Linked DNA regions of Mus musculus: regions 2, 3, 4 and 5 are each linked to region 1. A link is a contact called in public HiChIP or PLAC-seq and promoter capture Hi-C data. All regions are on one chromosome and are shown on one strand. Each heading gives the region's core, a stretch centred on a gene start, on an enhancer-like site or on the middle of the called end of the contact. The rest is flanking DNA. Distances are from core to core; before and after follow the strand shown.

Region 1 (2,893 bases), core at 279-2,778:
TTTGTGCCCCTACCTTAGCTCCTCAGCTGATCTTTATCCCGGAACCTCAATTCTGACCCCCGACTGCCCGAAGTCCCCCAACCCCCGTCTTCAACCCTGAATTCCGGCACAAACTTTTCCTTACTGCGGACTACCAATGCCTCTTAGTCTCTGTATTTCTCCTCTCTACTACAGAACTCATTTCTCGAGGTCCTCCAGCTCTATCGCTCTACCCTAGAGCTCCGGTTCCCACCTCCAATTTGTTCATTCGACTCAGGGGCTCGACACCTTTCAAGTATAACTTCGAGGTTTCATTGCTAACATTTTCTTCCGTTGGAAGCAAGCCTTCGCATGGATCTGCAGTCTAAATCGTTCTCCCAAACCTTGTCCCCCGACTCCCACACCTAGAATCTGTGTCCTCAGGTCTGTTGCTCCCACCTGGGCCCACACCACAGCGCCTGCTTGCATTTAAGCCCCACACCTGCCCCCCATTTCCCGCTCCGCCATCCCCGAGGACACACCTCGCCCGCCTCCGGGTAGTAGCTCCACTCGGCCAGGTCATGAGCCTCCATCTTCACTGAGCCCAGCATCCCCGGGGCCTGCGCCCCCACACACCCAGGCTGAGGCCCCCCTGGGGGAACCGAGTGCTTCGGTCTCTCTACAGGCACTAGCCCCGAGTTCCGACCTGAGGCACACAGCCCGGGAGTCCCGCTGGCCCAGGCGCCTTGGGAGGCAGCCACTTTTTATAGCCGGGACACCCCCTCCCGGGCCCGCCCCGGGCTCCCCGCCCGCCTCCCCGAGCGCGGCGCCCTCGGATTGGGGCGCCCCCTGCGGGATCTCAAGAAGAGAGACCTCAGGCACTGGGAGCCTCGGTCCTGGCACCTGGAAGCTTGCGATGGATGAAGAGTCGGGGACTACAAGGCGTGGGGTAGAGAGCCACACCCTGCTGATCCCAAAAGCCCTAGAGCAACAGAGCGGGAGCCGGGGAATCTTTCTGCCTCTAAGTGTTTCATCATCTCCAGCTAAAGGAGGGAAACTCTAGAACCCCGCATGTCTTCCACGAAAGAAAGGAGGTTGACAGAGCTCAGGACTCCACAAGTCCCTATACAACACCGTTTAAGTAGCCCGCAGAGATTCCTGAAACCACATTCCCATTGGACAGACAGGAAGACTGAGGCTTTTGACGTCTGCGAATGTTGCAGGCTCCGTACAGAGTCAGGGTCGGCGGTGGAAAGGCTCAGGGCTTCTGCTCAGACCCCATTAAGGCACCAGATCTCCTCTAAGACCCAGAAACTCCACTCACAGCACTCTCCACTCAACGTTAGCCAGCCGTCTAGGGAGAGGGACTCCGGACCGCTGGGAACTCCATTTCCCAGAAGCCTTCGTTCCCATTTCCGTCCGGCGCCTGCGCAGCGCGGACTACATTTCCCAGAAGGCATGGCGCTCGAAGGCCGGAAATGGCGGCCGCTCCGGTGGACGCCCGGGGAGGGCGGGCGGCTGCCGACGCGGCACGCCTTAGGGGCGGGGACCGGCCGCGGTGCCGGACTCCATTTCCCGGCGGCCCTACTAGTGCAGCGCCTGCGCCGTGTCACGGCGGCGGGCGGAAGATGGCGGCGGCGGCAGCGTCTGCGGAGAGGCGCTGCTGAGGGGGCGCGAGGGGGACAGAGGCCGGAGTCGCGGTGAGCGGGTGGCGGCGTGAGGTCCTGGGGTGGGGGGAGGGGGGGCGCTGACAAGGCCGGGGCGCGAGCGATGGGGAGGGCCTCGGCGAGGGCCGGGAGCAGCGGGGTCGCGGGCCCCCGCTTCTTCCCACACTGCTCGGGACCCATCCTTGCCTTCTTTGGCTTCCCGGTCCCCCGGGGCCAAAGTTCCACCGTGGCCGCGCAGACCTCCTGGGCCACCAGCCTGGCCCTGGCTCGTCCCCCGCTCCGCACACTGCTGCACCGGGCCCTTCACTTCCCCAGACTGGCCGTGTGCGAAGCTTCCCACCTCCGGGCCTTTGCACAGGCTGTTCCTCCCCAGTGTCCCCCGCCCTGGAAACGTGCTGTTATCCTTCGGCCTAACTCCCTTTCATCTTCGGGGTTGGGGGGCTCGGCACCCCACGTCACTGCCCCTGCAAAACCTCCGTTTGCCTCCCTCCTTCCTCAAATCCGCCTGCTGAAGGCTCTCCTAGGTCCCCTTGCCTTGCCTTCTCGTCACGTGTGGTCGAACTTGTTATTAGGATTTTATTTGTGTGCTGCGTGAGGAGGTCCCTGACCCTGGGCTCTGTGTAAGAGAGGACAGAGTGTGTCCTGGTGCCTGCCTCCCAGCACAGCTCGCGCCCAACATACACTGGTGTTGCTTAGGCGATGCTCGTTGAATGAATACAGAAAATACAAAAAACAAACAAACAAACAAACAAACAAAAACACTTGGAGATCCACTCTTTAGGATAACGGGAAAGTCATCGTACTTCCTGGTGGGAGGGGCGGTTCAATGCTGAGCACACAACCAGAGAGGGGAAAACAGTGTTAATGTTTCTGATAGCCAGACTGCAAACATCCCGGCTGTCCTTCAGTGGGAAGTCTAGCAGAAATCACTATATTTACGTAATAAAATGATTTGCAACCGTGGAAAGAAAGGAAGGTGGAAAATAGACTGAGCTCAGTATTTACTAAGAGAAAAAAAAGTGAAATAGAAAATAGTTTCTATAAAGTTGACCATCAGCTTGTCTTGGAAGTTCACATGCGTGGATTCAGCCAATCTTAAGATTGAAATAGTCAGGAAAATGGTTTACACTGACTTTAAAATTTTACATCCTCCCTCAACAATACAATGTAACAACGTTGTTTACATTGTATGTTGAATTAGGTCATCTGGAGGTGATTTAAGCCAGACTTGATGACACAGACCTAGTTAAGAGACTGGGGCAGGGGGA
Region 2 (2,893 bases), core at 146-2,645, 2.8 Mb before region 1:
GGTCCCCTCTTGGGAGTTGTTAGAGCTACCTTTGAGTGTCCAGGGAGGAAGACCTTGTGAGTCCCACAAACATAGCAGACACTGCAGAGTACAACACTTCTGAGTAAAGACTGAAGCTCGGTGATGACAGGACTGAGAGAACTCTATTCTAGAAGGGAATGAGGACCAGGCCTTGGAAAGCTGCTAGAAGATGGAGCCAGTGATCCTCAGAAAAAGACTGGGACAGTAAGGAGGAGAAAGCTCCTTCTAGGCAACAAAAACCCTGACTCACACTAGGCCCAACATCAGCACCCATGGCTGCCAATGGGTCTGTTCCCTCGGGCATTTTACTCCTTCATTTGGTTTGGGGTCTCAGGTAGTTTAGCCTAACCTTGAACTCTCCACACAGATAAGCATGACCTTGAACTCACTCACCATCCAGTCTCCACCACATAAGTGCTGGGACTGCAAGTAAGCACCATTATGTCCAAGTATGGCTTACCGGGCCATCTTCCCAATACCTCTCTTTCTATTTCTCTATTTCTCCCTCTCTCCCCTCTCTCTCCTCTCTCTCTCTCTCTCTCTCCCTCCCTCCCTCTCTTCCTCAGACCTCCATTTGAATTTCTCCACTTTCTCCATCTTGTTTCAACTTTTCCTCAAATTTATTTATTTTTGGAGACAAGAGTCATCCTATGTAGACTGGGTTGGCCTTTAACTCACAATCCTCCTGCTTCAGCCTCCTGTGCTCAGATCCAGCACCTAGCTCCCGGCCCTCTATTTGTTTACAGTTCTCCAGTCAATACTTTTATCTACCAATGGTGCCTTTCTTTACAGCTACCACTCCGGTATTTCTGTGTAGTCTCAATCACATATGTATACATATATGTTCACTTTCTCACAACATTAAGACTATTTCCACTCTATTTTGCTAAGCTAAATAAGCAGTGCGAGGAACGCAAATCTGGGGTGCATTTCTTCCTTTCGCCATTTTTCAGCACGACTCTACTATCACCTCCAACTTTCAAGGTTCTGTTTCAAACTCCATCTTTTCATAACTGTGGGTCTCACCACCATCCAGGCTTTCTTGCCAATCTCTTCCTGGCGCCCTTGTGAGCCTCTCTTGCAGGCACCCCATCACCCTGGTCCCCTTTTCTCTCCCTTTCTCAGAAACTTGTTCCCTCTGTGGTTTCAGTTCCGGGCCTCTTGGTCCTCCAGCTTCTAAGAATCGCGCACCGCCAGAGCTCTCTGGGTCCTGGCACATTCCTTCATTAAAATTGGGGTTCTCTTGACTCCCCTGCTCGCTCGGAACTATAGCCCCACACAAATCCTGCACCAGGGACCAAAGCCACGCAGACACCCCGCACACACGCCCCGCCCCTTACCTCCGAAATAGCACGGACGCCTCAACTTCCGGTCCTAAATGGTCTGCGCCTGCGCACGCTCCCGCCACTCTCCAGACTGCGCATGCGCAGATCGCGAAAGCGCGACCTGGCCTCTCCGTACAATGAAGCCCAATAGGGAGTAGCGGGCGGGCCAATGCCCATCGCACAAAGCGCTCTTGGGCACCTGGCTTCAGGCAGTGTTTTGGGTGATTTGACGCCCTCTAGAGGCCAGAGGAGGGGTTATAGGTAAGTGCCAGTCCCTAGCCGTGTCCTCTCCACAGCCCTGTAAACCCAGAATTACTAGAAAGTCAAAAGTTTCGGGTCCAAAAAACAAAACAACGCACGCCTCTAATCCCAGCACTTGGGAGGCAGAGGCAGGCGGATTTCTGAGTTCGAGGCCAGCCTGGTCTACAGAGTGAGTTCCAGGACAGCCAGAGCTACACAGAGAAACCCTCTCTCAAAAAAACAAACAAACAAACAAACAAAAAGTTTAGGGTCAGCAAGGGAGCTCAAACACTATTAAAACAGTCCCGTGACTGGGCGAACTAGTGCACGCCTTAAATTCCAGCACTTGGGAGGCAAAGGGAGGTGGATCTCGGTAAGTTCAAGGCCAGCCTGGACTACATAGTGAGTTCAGGTCATCCAGGACTACATATCTAGACCATCTCAAAAACCTAATTAAATTAATAAGACAGTCATGTGGTCACTCTATCACTATAACTCACTAATAAATAATCAGATGTAACCCCAGCAGCCTTAAGCCAGGGACCAGCTCTGTGCTGATCAGTCTTGTGTCCCCTTAAAGCCCTCTCTAGAGCCACACATGTTAAATTAATGACTAAATGGGTGAGAAAAGACTCCAGAGAAAACTACACAGTACTCCTCGATGTGCCAATCACTGGGGAACTGAGCCTCAGTTTCCCCATCGATAACCTAAGAAAACTTGTTGCAAAAAAAAAAAAAAGTCGCTGAAAAGCATATATAAAAATATATAGGCCAGGCTGGGTTGTAGCCAGGTTTTGAGTTCTCTGTTTCCTCTTCTGGTTTCTCTGTGCAGCTCACTTTTTCCCCCCATTCAGATATTAGTGCACTGAAGCTGTCATCTCTGACCTTGCTTCTAAAAGCAGCTCCCTCCACAGAGCGGGCATTATTGCTCAATATTTTATTTCTTTGCTTATTCATGTATTTCAGACAAGAACTTTCTCCTTTGCCCAGGCTCCAACTACTCATCCTTCCACCACCGCCTCCTGAGCGCTGGAATGTTCTTCACCCCGTCCTATTTAATCTTACTTTTGTGACTATCTCTGTGTCCTCCAGTAAGATGTGTGCTCCGTAAAAGTGGAGAACTCTTCTGTTTTGTTCACCAAAGTCTCCTCTGTGCAGAGAAAGAACCCCAGACCTTAAGAATGTACCCCTCCCCAGGTAGTACAATACTAAGGGTAAAGAAGACATTTGGGGGCTGGTGAGATGGCTCAGTGGGTAAGAGCACCCGACTGTTCGTCCGAAGGTCAGGAGTTCAAATCCCAGCAACC
Region 3 (2,893 bases), core at 292-2,791, 2.6 Mb before region 1:
ACCCTAGAGCCTTATCACTATGGAACTTTATTATTTATGAATATTGCTCTTAGTCCCCATCAAAACATAAGCTTCAAGTTGGGAAGGAGCCTATTTAGTTCAATAAAAAATGCTCAAGGAGCCCAAGTAAGATGCCTCACCAAGTAAAGTGCTTGTCTCAAATGCCTGGGGGACACCTGGCAACCTGAGTTTAGACCTCAAAAATCTACATAAAGGAACTGACTTCACAAAGTTGTCCTTTGGCATCCACATCAACACCATGGAAAACGTACAGAGAAGTCAAAACATAAAATTCTAAAACCTCTCCCCCAAAAAATGCTCCCCCCAAAAATGCCTAGGGAGCCAATGTGTGATGATGCATGTATTTATCTCAGCACTTAAGACAAGTAAGATCTCTGCAAGTTCAAAGCCAGCCTAAGCTATAAAAACAATTACCTTTGGAGTTTGTTTTGATTTGAGTCAGGATCTCACTGTGGTAGCCCTGGCTGTGTTGGAACTACATAGCTCAGACTAACCTCGAACTCACAGACATACTCCTGCCTCTGCCTCAGGAGTACTAGAATTAAAAATATGAACAACCATATCCCCACAAAATATAATTTATAACTTGAATATGTTAAGGAAGCCAGGCGTGATGGCACGTGCCTTTTTAATCCCTGTACTCATTCGGGATGCAGAAGCAGGCAGATCTCTGAGTTTGAGATCGTCTACAGAGCGAGGCCCAGGACAGCCAGGGCCACAGAGAGAAACCTGGTCTGGGGGAAGGGGAAAGAAAAACAAACAAACAAACAAACAACCCAACGTCTGTAGCTGTGTGCTGAATAAATTGGGCCACTCTGCGCCTCTCCAGGGGTCCCTTTGTCAGGACTTGCCCTCAAGCACTCCTCTAGAGGAGCCTGTGGGGTTTGTCAAGTCCCCAGGGCGTCCAACACAGGTTCCCATGCATAGAAATTAATGAGCTCAGCCCGCCACCCCCCTATTTTGCACTAATGCTCACCCCACTTAGACCCTACAAGCCTCACCTAAATCCCACCATCACCAGGTACTGACACCGAGGGAGCCTCAAGTTCAAATCCTCCCTCTCCCCCGCCTCCTCCAAGGACACTCTCAATACTACACAGGGGACATCTCCACCTCCGGTACTTTGCAGAAACACCGTCCATTCGTCAGTTCTGAAGCACTAGGAAACCCAAGTGCAGCAATCCCGCCTCCGCTCCACAACAGGGCCGCACCCACTCCCTCAGGGCCCACACGCCGGCCCGCAGGATGCCCGCGGCGCCCCTCACCGCTTCTGGGCCTCCAGTCCCCACAGGCGGATCTGTCGGTCATACTGCGCTGCCTCCTCCTCGCTGATGCCACCGCCGCCGCCGCCGCCAGCCTCCTCCTTCTCTACCATGGCGCCGGCTTTCAGCTCACCCGCTCCCGCTCTCGCTAACCGCCAGCAGCGAGTCCGTGCACCGGGGACGCGCTTGCGCCTGCGCAGAGAGCCGCGCCTGCGCAGTGCCACCTCCGTGCTTTGCGGGAGACCACGTGGATACCGAAGACTCCAAGGCCCGCTCGCTGCCCCATCACGTGATGGAGACGCCAATCAATCCCGGAGAGGAAAAAGAAAAAAAAAGAAAAGTGGCGGGTGTTTTGATTCCTCGAGGATGTCCACGCGGTCATTTATGAAGCGGATCTGGATCGAGTTGTCACCGGGATTCCAGCATCGATGGTGTGGTGAAATAAAGATACTACTTTAAAATAACAACACATGGAGCTCACTACCTATTGAGGCGAAAAAAATAAAACAAAAGAAAGCTAGACTTTCCTCCTGGACAGAAAAAGAGGAAGGACTCCTCTCTGCCCTCTCCTCTCCTGACACATTCTCAAATCCTTATGTAAGATGCAAGACTCAAATTGATCATGGTGGGCTATGCCTGTAATCACAGCTTTTGGACAAAAATAAGTGAAAGGAATCAAAAGTTAAAGGCCAGCCTGGGTTACATGAGATCCTGTTAACAGAAGCAAACCTAAATTTATGAGCTCGTGCCTGTAATCCCAGCATTCATGCCTTCACAAGGCTGAAGTAGGAGAATTACTACGAATGAGATCCTGTCTCAAAACCGTCAAGGACTGAAAAGATGGCTCAGTAAAGTGCTTGCCTGAGTTTAATATCTATATTCCTATTTAAAACAAAAACAAAACAAACAAACAAACAAATTTGTAGTGCAGATTTGTAATCCCAGCACTTGGGAGAAGGTTTTCTGGGCCTTGCTCAGACCCACACTTATCTAACCAACAAACCCATATCCCAATGAAGATATCCTGGGTCAAAAACCAAGGCTGATGCTGGGTGATGATGGCTGCCCAGAGCTTTAATCCCAGCACTCTGGAGGCAGAGGCAGGAAGATCTCTGAGTTGGAGGCCAGCCTGGTCTACAGAGTGAGTTCCAGGACAGCCAGGGCTATATAGAGAAACCCTGTCTCAAAAAACAAAAACAAACAAACAAACAAACAAACAAAAAAGAGTTCAAAGCTGGGGCTGGAGAGATGGCTCAGTGGTTAAGAGCACTGACTACTCTTCCAGAGGTCCTGAGTTCAATTTTCAGCAACCACCTGGTGGCTCACAACCATCTCTAATGGGATCTGATGCCCTCTTCTGGTGTGTGTTTGAAGACAGCTACAGTGCACTCACATAAATAAAATTAATAAATAAATCTTTAAAAAAAGAGAGAGAGTTCAAAGCTGGGGCTGGCGAGATGGCTCAGCAGTTAAGAACACTGACTTCTCTTCCAAAGGTTCTGAGTTCAAATCCCAGCAACCACATGCCCTCCTCTAGTGTGTCTGAAGATAGCTACAATGTACTAAGATATAATAATAAATAAATCTTTAAAAAAAAAAAAACAGAGTTC
Region 4 (2,893 bases), core at 183-2,682, 2.2 Mb before region 1:
GTGGATTTTGGAGTTCAAGGCCAGTCTGGTCTACAGAGCAAGTTCTAGGATAGTCAGAGTCACACGAAGAAACCCTGCTTCCTTCTCCAACAAGCCCTCCCTGCCCTCTCTCAGGCTAGCCTTTCCCAGCAGCCCCTCATTCCCATCTTTACTCTGATGTCTGTGGCCCAGGCTGGTCATGACCTTGGAATCCTTCCATAGTTGGGATTGCAGTCCTGAGAGCTGCGGGTGAGCGCCTGGTAGAACAGACTGAGCCCTGTAGCCTCCTTTGCTCCACCTCCAGGCAAGCTCCAGACTTTCCAAAAGAGCCATTCTTCAGGGCGTTTCTCAAGTGGTCAACAGAGTTCAGGAAGGGACTCTTGGCTGTCCTCCTCCTTCAGCCCAGCCTCTCACTACCCTGCTTCACCCTTTGGGAAGCCCCAGACCTTTCTCCCACTGATGAAATCACAAGGAATCCGGGTAGGAGGTTGGGCCAAAGAGCTGGCTGGAACCAGTTTGAGTATTTCTCTTACTAGGGGCAGGCAGTGGGGCAGAACGCTCCTAGCCAATCCTGATCCACAAACTTCAGCCTCATTTTCCCCACCCTACATGTCCCAAAGATTCTGGATTCAGCAGACCTCTTTCCTCCTCCTCTTCCTCCTCCTCCTCCTCCTCCTCTCTAAGTCTGTTATTCTTACAGTTGATGGGTAACAGTGTCTAAACTAAGAATGTTTGTGGTGAACTGGCCATTTAAATATTTTTTGCTACATTTATTTATATATTTGTTTATTTGTGTGTGTTGCATGTGCCATGCTCCTGTGGGGAGGACCCAATCTGTGACTATCTGAGGAAAGAGACTGGGTTGCAGCTCAAGCATGAGGGCCTGAGTTCAAATCCCCCACATTCAATGTTGGGGCCTACTGGCCCCTCCTCCCTCCCTTTCCCCAATTTGTTTCTACAGACTGGGTTTCTTTTTCTTTATGTAGCCCTGGCAGCCCTAGAACTCGCTCTGTAGACCAACCAAGGCTGATCTTGAACTCACAGAGATCTATCTGCCTGCCTCTGCCTCCTGAGAGCAGGGATTAAAGGTGTGTGCCACTCATCTGTCTGCCCTTTCTAGGGGTCCTTCTGTGGAATATCAGATATGATCCACAATTAGATTCTTTTGACCAGTGGTGAGGTGCGTGTGGGTGGGTGTGGGTTGGATAGTTTCCCAACGCCCCGCCCCTTTTGGAGGCTTTGCACCCTTTCTGGCTCGATGCCCTTGCCCCGGCCCCGCCCCTGGCTATGCATTGTTATTCACCCTAGGTTGCCCACTGTGATCTTGGCTCCGCCCCTCGCTCGCCACCTGGCGCCGAATGTTCCATAACCAATCAGCGCTTGCGGGACGGCCTCCGCCTTTTCAAGTCCCGCCCTCCGCTTTTTCAAGTCACGCCCCTCCGCCTTTAATCCTGGTCGCTTCCGTCTAGCAGCCTCAGAGACACGCGGCGCGGCCTGGGAGGTTTCTCCTTGGCGCCACTTTCCATATCCCCCGGGCTGCTTCCTATTTGCATCTGGAAATTTGATTTTTCTCTCCAGAGCCCGAAACGCTCGGTCCACTCCTTCTAGGGCTCCAGTACCCAAGAGTCCGAGAGCCAGGCGTCCTAATCCTGGGATCTCGGTCTCCCGGAGCAAGGCATCCCGGATCTATGCCACTTGGGTTGAGCTTCCTGAAGACCTCAGCTACCTGAGTTTCCTTACTCCTTCAGGGAGTCAAAGAACCCTCTGAAGAGCTGTTCCCTACTCCAACAAGGCGCTCTCAACTCCCAGTTTTCGGGGATTCGACATCACCAGGAAAAATAAAGGGATCTCCGCATACAGCTCAGGGAGCCTAGGACCCTCCAGTTTCCGAGATCCGGTGGACGCATAACTTCAAGGACCGCTGCAAAGTTTCAGCCTCCATTCTCGGTCCTAAGGACGTCACACCTAGTCTCCAGGCTCACAAGGAACCTCCCTGTTACGGCTCAGCATGGCAGTGGATCCCCCTAAGGCTGACCCCAAAGGGGTAGTAGCGGTGGATTCCACCGCGAACGGTGGCCCCGCGCTGGGATCCAGAGAGGACCAGAGTGCGAAAGCAGGTGGTTGCTGCGGTTCCCGTGACCGGGTGCGCCGCTGCATTCGCGCCAACCTGCTGGTGCTGCTCACGGTGGCTGCGGTGGTGGCTGGCGTGGGGCTGGGGCTGGGGGTCTCGGCGGCGGGCGGTGCTGACGCGCTGGGTCCCGCGCGCTTGACCGCTTTCGCCTTCCCGGGAGAGCTGCTGCTGCGTCTGCTGAAGATGATCATCCTGCCGCTCGTGGTGTGCAGCCTGATCGGAGGTGCAGCCAGCTTGGACCCTAGCGCGCTCGGTCGTGTGGGCGCCTGGGCGCTGCTCTTTTTCCTGGTCACCACACTGCTCGCGTCGGCGCTCGGCGTGGGTTTGGCCCTGGCGCTGAAGCCGGGCGCCGCCGTTACCGCCATCACCTCCATCAACGACTCTGTTGTAGACCCCTGTGCCCGCAGTGCACCAACCAAAGAGGTGCTGGATTCCTTTCTAGATCTCGTGAGGTACGTTCCCGCCAGGCAGTGGGGTGGTTAGGGGCCAGTGCAAGCGTGCAATCTTTCTGCTTTACCCCCTCTGAGTACAGGGATTACCCGTGTGTGCCGCCACTAGTCACCAAGGTTGAGTCCTCCAGATTGAGTCATGCCTTCTAGAATCTAGGAAAATAAGGTAACGGTGACAGGACCGCTAACATCTTGGAAGGGTGAACTTTTACGGAAGTTCTCCAAATTTGGGGGCGGGCCTAAACATGGAGGGCTTTTAGAGGAAGGAAAAATAATAAGCCTTCTTAGTCTTGTTACGCTTTTTGGAGACAGTACAGGGTCTCGTACAGCCAAG
Region 5 (2,893 bases), core at 146-2,645, 2.1 Mb before region 1:
CAGGAGACCCTTAGGAAAAGGAACAATGGCTGTCACCATTTCACAGAGAAGCAAACAGATCAGGGAAAGTTCTAGAAGATTCTCGAAGTTGCTGCTGAGAAAGCAATAAGGATAGAATATAAATCCAACAGATAGTCTATTCAACTCATAGAGGGAGGGACAGGCAGCTCAAGGGCCTTTAAAGCAATGGACCATGGGTATGGTGGTAGGTGAGAGCTGACCTAAAAGTTGTCCTCTGACCTCCATACATATGCTGTGCACAGGCATGCCCCACCGCACATGCATCGTACATATGCACACACACACACACACACAAATCATAAATAAAACAAAAATTTCAAAATAAAAAATTTGGAATATCTGGGTACAGTGGCTCACACCTATGATCCCAGCATTCTGAGGCAGGAGGATTACCAGGACTTTGAGGCTAGCCTGGGCTACATAGTGATATCCTGTTTCAAAAACCAAACCCCAAAAGGATCCAGGTGTGCTAGCATACAACGTCAATCCAGCATTCAGCAAGCAAAGGCAGAAGGCAGAGGGCAGAGGGCAGAGGCAGAGGCTGACAGATCTCTATGAGTTTGTGGCTAACCTGAGCTACACAGTTCTAGGCTAAACTGGCCTACAAAGTGAGATCCCGTTTCAGAAGCAGAATATAGGGACATCCATGAGTGAAGCTGGTCTCCATGAGTCTGGTACCCACATACTGAGTACCACACACCCGAAATGATACCCCTTGGCTCATAAAGGACAGCTGACCGGGGCGTTTCTGCTTGCTATTGAGGATACGGTAAAACATAGAGCCCGTGTGAGGTTACACCTCCAAAGGACAGTTTGATTTGGGGCTTTATTAATCAGAGGTCTATCTGTCCCGCAGGAATGAGGATGTAGTTCGGTTGGTAGAGTGCTTACGCAGCATGCAGAAAACCCTGGCCCCGAGCCCCAGAGACGTATTAATAAAACAGCGCAGGCTAGACACCACTGAGGCCTGTAATCGCAGGAGGGCGGAAGCAGGAGAATCAGAAGTTCAAGGTCATCCTTGGCTACATGGCAAGTTCAAGGCTAGCCTGGCCTTGCTTCAAAAAACAAAGCCAGAATAAATGACCCTGGTGGAAGCCTCTATTCTTTCCAAGGAGGTGTCTGTCTATCCCTTGAAGTGAGACTGATCACCTTCAGTGGTTTTCACAGTGACTTTGTCTTCCTTCTTGGCTCACTAGTCCCTAAACCCTCCTTCCCACCTGGCCCTTTAAGAGCAGCTGCTGCGACCGTACCCGGGCAGACCCCAGCTGCAGCCTGCAGTGTTACTATGGAGACGGGGACTAGCAGGAGGGGGCGGAGAGGTGATTGGGTCCGCGCAGGCGCAGACCGAGGCTGCCGTTCCGCAGCGGCCCCGCTGAGCGTCTAGACCCGGGTACGCGCTTCACTCCAGACTCCGCGGGAGCACAGGCGAGCCGCTGCTCTCACTCACCCCCACGCCCACCAGGTGCGTTGATCGTCGCCCTCCTGTACTCCACCAGCGGTGTCCAGTCACCTAGGTTGTCAGGGACAAAGGGAAGGGAGGAGCAACCCGGGACAGCCCGGAGAAAGTACACGTAAGCCCCCTGCGGACCCTCGGATTGCCCCGGGGGAAGACCGTTGAGTCCGGCAAGCTAGCAGGTAGCTATAGCCTACAGCCCCAAACCCGGAGTCTGGACTCTCACCCTGCTGGTGGCCTTTCCAGAGTGGGATTGACCTAGCCTGTGTTCAGTAGCCCACCCCTTTCTCGGGCTCCCTCCCGCCTAAGATTAGCCTCCGCCGGGCAGCGCCATGACGATGAACCTTCTGCAAGATTGGTGTAAGGAGCTGGAAGTGGAGGTGCACAGGGCCCTCCTGATCACGGGCATCCCTGAGCGCCTGCAGCAGGCGGACATCGAAGCTACCCTGAGTCCGAACTTGCAGCCCCTGGGCAACTACAGGCTTCGGACTGTGAGAGCTGTAACCAAAGAGAAGTCTCAGGCAGCCCTTGTAGAATTTGGGGCAGACTTCGATCACTCTGCCATACCTATCCACATTAGGGGAGAGAATGGGATTTGGAAAATCCTGAGTAAGGACCGCGGGCAAGATGCGCGGGTCCTTAGGCAGATGAGGCGCCTGTTGCTGGATGAAAGGCCCATGGATGACTTCAGAGAAATAGCCATCCCTCTGGTATTGGAGGCCCAAGCCCAGGCCAAGGGATTAGGGAAGGAGGCCAAGAAGGCTGGCTCCTCTGAAGGGGCAGCTAGGAGCGGCCGTCGGGGCCGTCGGGGAGGCAAGCGCCGATCCAGAAGCCACAAGTTGACGGCTCAGAAGGGCCAGAAGAGGAGCCGGGGAGGGCGGCGAGCCAGGAGTGAGTCGGAAGACTCTTCTGATGACAGCCTGGGTATCGTCATAGAGGAGATCTACGCAGAGGACCTGAGCGTAGATGAAGACCAGAGGGCCCTGTATGCCACGCTCCAAGCAGCTGCCAAAGAGCTCACCAAGAAGTGGGCCTTTCGGGGTGACCAGGAAGAAGGAGATGGCCCCCGAGAATTCTTGGCACTTGTCACTGTCACCGACAAAGCTAAGAAGGAAGAGATAGAGAAAGACCTTCCTGGGACAGAGTCTATCTGCTTAAACATCAAAGACGAAAAGAGCGGGGTTCCTGATTTAGTCGCGCTACTGGCTGTGAGAGATACCCCCGCAGTGGAGGTAGAGACAGAGGTGGATGATGATGATGAAGATGACGAAGATGAAGATGATGAAGATGATGACGAAGATGAAGATGACGATGAAGATGATTCCGACAGCGAGTCTCTGGAAAATGGAGAGCACGGAAAGGAAGTGATGGATAGCCCCGAGTTTGTGGCTATTGTGGCTTATACAGACCCCGCTGACC

What was found. Promoter capture Hi-C pulls out the DNA fragments that hold promoters and counts their contacts. HiChIP or PLAC-seq counts read pairs in DNA pulled down with a chosen protein or histone mark.
Region 2: a promoter capture Hi-C map of cranial neural crest shows a contact between it and region 1. The contact joins the promoter of Dhx34 here to the promoter of Sympk in region 1. A contact is called at or near these places in 2 of 39 promoter capture datasets (cranial neural crest and embryonic stem cells).
Region 3: a contact with region 1 is called in a promoter capture Hi-C map of liver, with 4 times the contacts expected there. The contact joins the promoter of Sae1 here to the promoter of Sympk in region 1. A contact is called at or near these places in 6 of 39 promoter capture datasets (the C10 cell line, cranial neural crest, embryonic stem cells and 3 more).
Region 4: a contact with region 1 is called in an H3K27ac HiChIP or PLAC-seq map of the NIH/3T3 cell line, with 12 times the contacts expected there. The contact joins the promoter of Slc1a5 here to the promoter of Sympk in region 1. A contact is called at or near these places in 2 of 39 promoter capture datasets (embryonic stem cells and stem cell-derived epiblast-like cells) and 6 of 115 datasets of contacts at active chromatin or transcription factors (the NIH/3T3 cell line, embryonic stem cells, fetal liver and 1 more).
Region 5: a contact with region 1 is called in a promoter capture Hi-C map of hippocampal neurons, with 6 times the contacts expected there. The contact joins the promoter of Pnmal2 here to the promoter of Sympk in region 1. A contact is called at or near these places in 7 of 39 promoter capture datasets (cranial neural crest, embryonic stem cells, frontonasal cranial neural crest and 3 more) and 7 of 115 datasets of contacts at active chromatin or transcription factors (VIP interneurons, embryonic forebrain, embryonic hindbrain and 2 more).

What each region holds. Positions count from the first base shown.
Region 1 is chr7:19,022,849-19,025,741 of GRCm38.p6, forward strand. Sympk (symplekin) reads left to right here and starts at 1,529. Exons shown (of 27, transcript NM_026605.2): 1 at 1,529-1,658. Foxa3 (forkhead box A3) reads right to left here and starts at 691. Exons shown (of 2, transcript NM_008260.2): 1 at 501-691. The coding sequence starts at 569.
Region 2 is chr7:16,220,637-16,223,529 of GRCm38.p6, forward strand. Dhx34 (DEAH (Asp-Glu-Ala-His) box polypeptide 34) reads right to left here and starts at 1,396. Exons shown (of 17, transcript NM_027883.3): 1 at 1,362-1,396.
Region 3 is chr7:16,386,355-16,389,247 of GRCm38.p6, forward strand. Sae1 (SUMO1 activating enzyme subunit 1) reads right to left here and starts at 1,542. Exons shown (of 9, transcript NM_019748.3): 1 at 1,287-1,542. The coding sequence starts at 1,396.
Region 4 is chr7:16,779,914-16,782,806 of GRCm38.p6, forward strand. It overlaps Slc1a5 (solute carrier family 1 (neutral amino acid transporter), member 5), which reads left to right and starts at 1,433. Exons shown (of 9, transcript NM_009201.2): 1 at 1,433-2,562. The coding sequence starts at 1,988.
Region 5 is chr7:16,943,287-16,946,179 of GRCm38.p6, forward strand. It overlaps Pnmal2 (PNMA-like 2), which reads left to right and starts at 1,396. Exons shown (of 1, transcript NM_001099636.2): 1 at 1,396-2,893. The coding sequence starts at 1,807.